Linked DNA regions of Zea mays: region 1 is linked to region 2. Evidence: chromatin contacts called from public Hi-C data. All regions are on one chromosome and are shown on one strand. Each heading gives the region's core, a stretch centred on a gene start, on an enhancer-like site or on the middle of the called end of the contact. The rest is flanking DNA. Distances are from core to core; before and after follow the strand shown.

What was found. A called contact is a pair of places that touch in the nucleus more often than the background predicts.
Region 1: a Hi-C map of endosperm shows a contact between it and region 2, with 2.8 times the contacts expected there. The contact joins the promoter of LOC100282834 here to the promoter of LOC100280715 in region 2. A contact is called at or near these places in 5 of 25 Hi-C or Micro-C datasets (ear, endosperm, leaf and 1 more).

The regions. Positions count from the first base shown.
Region 1 is chr1:14,505,296-14,507,995 of Zm-B73-REFERENCE-NAM-5.0, forward strand. LOC100282834 (PP2Ac-5 - Phosphatase 2A isoform 5 belonging to family 2) reads right to left here and starts at 1,382. Exons shown (of 11, transcript NM_001155740.1): 1 at 1,163-1,382; 2 at 393-449. The coding sequence starts at 1,255. LOC100281098 (kelch motif family protein) reads left to right here and starts at 1,764. Exons shown (of 2, transcript NM_001154017.2): 1 at 1,764-2,058. The coding sequence starts at 1,993.
Region 2 is chr1:14,215,191-14,217,994 of Zm-B73-REFERENCE-NAM-5.0, forward strand. LOC100280715 (40S ribosomal protein S28) reads left to right here and starts at 1,303. Exons shown (of 2, transcript NM_001153634.2): 1 at 1,303-1,413; 2 at 2,220-2,564. The coding sequence starts at 2,221. The coding sequence ends at 2,418. It overlaps LOC100194231 (putative bifunctional inhibitor/LTP/seed storage protein family), which reads left to right. Exons shown (of 3, transcript NM_001352340.1): 3 at 1-443. The coding sequence ends at 153.

The sequences.
Region 1 (2,700 bases), core at 132-2,631, 290 kb after region 2:
TTGAGCAGGATGAAATGGATTGAAACGGGAGGAAAGCCTTAAATTACATTATTTATCCTATATTCCTATTGTTAGTGTTACATTCTACAAGGAACCAGATTAAAATGAAAGCACTGAATCTATCGATCAAAATGAAAGCGACAAGACTGAAAGATTCAAAGTTCAACTCCTTAATCATAACATCATTGATACATAGTACGACAATAAGGGCCAACCAAAATGGAGCATCACAATAAACATTAAACAATGTTCTTCATTCGATGCAATGGCAAACATTATACTACTAGTTCAACAGCATTTGGAACAATCAATATAGGTACCTCCTACACCTAGAGTGAAACTGTGAAAAATACCCAGCCATCAGTGAGAGGTAAACTGCCAGCACAGCTTACCTGAACGTTGCTTTCCTCCATCAATATCTCCTTGGCCTTCTCGCACAGGGCCTTAACCTGAAATATGTGGGAGTCATTATGCCGATTCCAATAATGTTAGTCCTGCACATCTATGCACCAAGTATCCCTTCTTTTGGCCAAGCGGAAACATAGCACGCAACCACCAAATAAGCATTGTTTTCAAGTCTGGCTGGCCGATTTGGATGATTAATCATTTAATCGTGATTAATCACTATTAGTCGCACAACTTGGGCGATTAATCGCGATTGGTTTGGGTCCAAACCGACTTGAACGATTAATCGTGATTAGTTGGACGACTTGAAAACAGAGCAAATAAGTGTTTGTACTATCACACCCTAAATATTTGTCTGAGTTTGATTAAATTGGAAGATCACAATAGATGCAGCTTTCCATTTTTGTGCTACTTTTCTGCGAGAACAAAAGGAGATCTATTAACACGAATCAAATCTGAATCACAACATTCGGAATGATTCGAAGCTGCACTCTCTAGGCACAAACTACACACTAGACCATCACTCTATGCCAACGAATCACCAGATACCAAAAGAGGTTCAAATATCCCCCAAACCACCGGAACACCGGATCACACTTCCAACCAAACAGTGCACCGAAGAGAAGGCGAGAAACCCTAAGCGTGCCCTTGCAACAGATCAAAGGCAGTCTTATCATTCGGCAGATCACACCGCGAAATACAAACCAGCGAACTGGAAACCCGAATGGAACGGGGGTATAGCTGGACTGGATCTCACCTCCTGCTCGGCGAGCGGGCGGCACTGCATCAGCTGCTCGATCTGCGCGTCAAGGCCGCCGCAGCCGCCGTTGTCTACGTTCATGGGATCCATACCGCGGCCGCGTCTTCGATACGAGAAACCAGCTCGAGCTCGAGCTCAAGCTCGTCGCCGGCGGCGAGGCGGCGAGAGAGCGCGCGCGGGGCACTAGACTGACAGAGTGGGGAAGGAAATCGGGGAGGGGGGATCCGAGAAAGAGGCTGGAGAGATTGATCGGGAAGCCCGCTCGCCAGGTGGGCCTCCCTGCTCCACATATGGGCCCGCTCGCTCCATGCCGCGTGCGCCGTGGCAAGTGGTTCGGAGTTGGTCGGTGTATGGGTCCACGCTGTCAGTGGGCCAGATCATTGTGGGCAACGTGGAGCGAGGACCGAAAGATGAAGGTCACCCGGGGCCCACAGGACCCCACCTGTCAGGGCGTTGTGTCGTGAGTTAGAATGGGTCACTGACTTGGTGGTCCCGTCTTTCATGGGGCCATCTTTCAGTCACATCTTGTGCCGAGAGGACTCCGGTAACGGGCCCACGAGTCGGAGGTGAAGTTCATCTGCGGTCTGCCGACCAAATTGAGCTTGCGACTGCAAACCAATCCCTAGTGCCTAGTCGCCTGATCTGGGGAGAACGCATCTGAGACTGATTTTCGAGTCAAAGCTACTGCTCGTTTGAAGGGGAGCCACCTGTGCGGTTGCGCTCCTCTTTGCTCGTTGGGTTTTGGTTCAAGAGGGGGAAACCTTCGTGGAGACTGAAGAGGAAGGCCAAGTTCGAGGGTGTTCCTCGTCCACTCTTCTCGATCCGCAATGCGTGCGGCCGCCGGAGACGCCCCGCCGCGGCGTGCGGGGGGTATCCGCGTCCGTGTCCCACTGGTGAGCTCGGCTCCACTCCCACCTTTCTTGGCCTCGATTAGCACGCGCGCCTCCTAGCTGCGAGAGATGTAGGTTAGCTCACAGATGGTGGTTCCTGTGCCAAACGCGCCACCTTTCACTTGAGGCCTAGACCTTTCTTCTTGAATCTGGCGTTCTTGTGCGTAAGGCTTGGAGGATTACGAGCTTTGGGGATTGTTGGAACTTGGATGTCTCGGTTTGGGTCCTTTAGGGCTTGGTTTGGGAGTCTAGATCCAGTTGTCCATGGAACGCATCTTCTAGCGGTTAGTTTCCTTACTGTTTTTGCCTTGAGTATTGTTAGCTGCGGCGTGGATATGCCACTTTATTGTTAAGGAACCAAATGAGTATCACTATAACATCTACTGCATTTTATATTGGCCCCACTTGCCACGAAGTCGTCCTCAGTTTAGTAACAACGGACTGAACTTAGAAAATTTCTAGCTACTAGCTAAGATAGTCTCATTGCCCTATCTATACTCTAGACTGCTCATGAGCCACAGGTCTTAAATCTTTAGTTAAAAATGATGTCTATAAAAAAGTGGCAGACCCAATGCCGGAGGTCTGCAGAAGGGATAAACCGAGGCAAACCTTCTCTCATAAATTGCGAAGATATTGCTTTGAATC
Region 2 (2,804 bases), core at 53-2,552:
AACTCGACGGCGACGACCGACTCCCGCGCGCTGCAGGCGACCACCGGACGCGGCGTCTCCTCCTCGGCGGCGACCGCCGGTGCTGCACTCGCGGTGCTGCTCGCCGGCTACCTCCTCCTGCTCGTGCCAGAGCTGTCGCCTAGCTCGTTCTAGACCCTCTGTCAAGTTGTGCCACCAGTAGGATTTGATGTGTTGTTGTTCTTTCTAGTACGTGACGTGACAGACAATTTGCTGCTGGTGTCCTTGTTGTTGTAGTAGTTGCACTGTGTGTTCCTGTTATGCTATGGGTACGAGATGTTAGGGCATGGGTTAAGCTAAGCTAAGGCGATGGGGTATCAGCAGTACCTTACCTCTCATCTGGCTGCTGATCCTTTTTGTTCTTGGCACTGCTGTTTTATCTGAACATTTGATCAGCCAAGAGAACTTCCACTCGTGACACGGTTAATGGGATAGATCTTAGTAATGTACGAATGTCGATGTAAAATACATCTGCGGTTCTTAAACTTGGTAAGCCGTATCACATCTCTAGATTCTTAAAGCTAGGAAACGGTTACCGAGACTTAGTCCGTCCATTTAGGCGAGACTTAGTCCGTCCATTTAGGCCTTGTTCGTTTGTGCCGGATTGGTGGGTCGGAACGATTTCTAACCGAATTGCTTCTCTAATTTATATAAACTTTGATTAGTTGTAACGATTCCGGGTGCAATCCGACACAAACGAACAAGGCCGTAGGGATGCGTTTGGTTACGGGACAGCTAAGGTTTGGTTGTGGGACAGCTAAGGACAAACAGAATATAAACGTCCCTTGTCGTCTTTTCTCGTCCCTCCAATTGTGAGAAACAACACTAAGATAGTCTTATTCTAACTTCTGACTCTGAACAAACAACATTATTTATAAGATCGTCTTATCTTATTTCATTCTGTCATCCCAATCAAACACACCTGAATTCATGTTTTTTCTGGTTTTGATTAATTTGGTGCCACGTGAACTTTATGTCGAATTGTCGATAGTTCAGGACACAACATGCGACAGGCACTGCCATTGCGCTTGCACGCGCGCAATGACGCGAGCAGTCTCCGTGGGCCGTAACGGGCCGGCCTTTGGAAACTGCCAATCATGATTCATGTCACGCCTGAAACTCGGTCCGGCCCACACTGAATCCAACGCACGAGTTGGCTTTCGATGAGGCCCACGCCCACCCAGACGGTCTAGCGCAATGGCAGCCAGCGCGTCCCGTTCCCGTCCAGGGCAGCCTGGGGCCCTGGGCTCAGCTACAAAGTGCAAACCCCACTACTTTTGTTATATATAGGCCTAGGGTTTCCTTCCTCCTCCAGTGCTGTCATCGCCGCCGCCGCCCCGGTTTCCTTCGTAAGCCCGTCGTCCTCCGTCCGCGACTCTGCGCGAGAAGCGAGAGGTGATCATCTTATATCTCCAGTGTATCCATCCCTGTTATATGCCGTAGCTGCAGGCTTTATGCTGTGTCGCGTGTTTATTCATTTGTTACTGTAGTACCACTTTCATGTCTGCCAGACTTTTTTTATCAATTCGGGGGAGCAAAGCTTCACATTAGTTATTTTCATTGAGCGAAAAGGCTGACAGCGTACAGCGAATAAAATCTTTGACAGTTGGGGAGACTTGGTTGTTGTTGTATGAGCGCCCTGAATCTTCTGGTGTTAAGCTGTTTTTTTCTCTCTCGTGCCATGGCTACTACGTGATGGATGAGTAGGTAGCTCTGATTTTGTTCCTTCTGAATGTTGGATGCTGCGCTGTGTGACCAGGAATCTGTTCTTGCTTATTCATGTGATCTGTAGAGACTTTGTGGTAGAACTTTGAGGGGTCTCCAGGTTTAAATGTAGTCCGTGAATAAAGCTGATCAGTAGGTTTGTCTAATTAAGCATCGAACATCGTGAAGGACAGTTATTTCTTAGCGCATTGCCCACAACAGGCAAGCATTCTTGGAGAACCTACCGACTGCAAGGTGATGGTAATAGTTTGGACTGTGCCATAGCAAGAACCTGTGAACTTCACTTCTCTTTCATACTGCAAAGGCAATCTGCTGGACACCAGATGGAGCGTGTTCTTTTTCCTAGTTTGTTTTTTGTTTGTGTAATGTTGTTAATTTGTTTGCCAGTTTCTACTTCAAAGCTGTGATTTGAGGAACTTTGTGAACAAAGGGCCTGATTCACCTTGACAACTGACAAATGCTTTCTACAAGTGCAGTATGGACACCCAAGTGAAGCTTGCTGTTGTGGTGAAGGTGATGGGAAGGACCGGCTCCAGGGGTCAGGTTACCCAGGTCAGAGTGAAGTTCTTGGATGACCAGAACCGTCTCATCATGAGGAACGTCAAGGGACCGGTTCGCGAGGGAGACATCCTCACACTGCTCGAGTCTGAGAGGGAGGCTAGGAGGCTGCGTTGAGGCGGAATAGTGTATTGGTAGTTTTCGTATGGAGTTGGATGTCATCTAATTGTGCTATGTTTGTCAAACTTTGGTATGACCTTCAAAACACCTGCCTTGTATGATTATTTGTGAGCCTGGTGATAAGATTGCAGTTTGGTTTTTTATGATCCGGTTGAGGGTATGTTTGGCAACAGTATTTATCAAAATCATAGTTTTACAATACTATAATATGTAATTGTCGGCAACGACTGCTATGCAAGCAGTCCTTCTATGCAAGCGTGCAAGCAAACAATCTGATCCATTAGATCGTGATCCAACCGTAGGTCACATTTAACACTTAAACCCTTCCACCACCAGCTCAATAATCTTTATAAAAAAACCTCTGACAAACTATGGTTGTATCT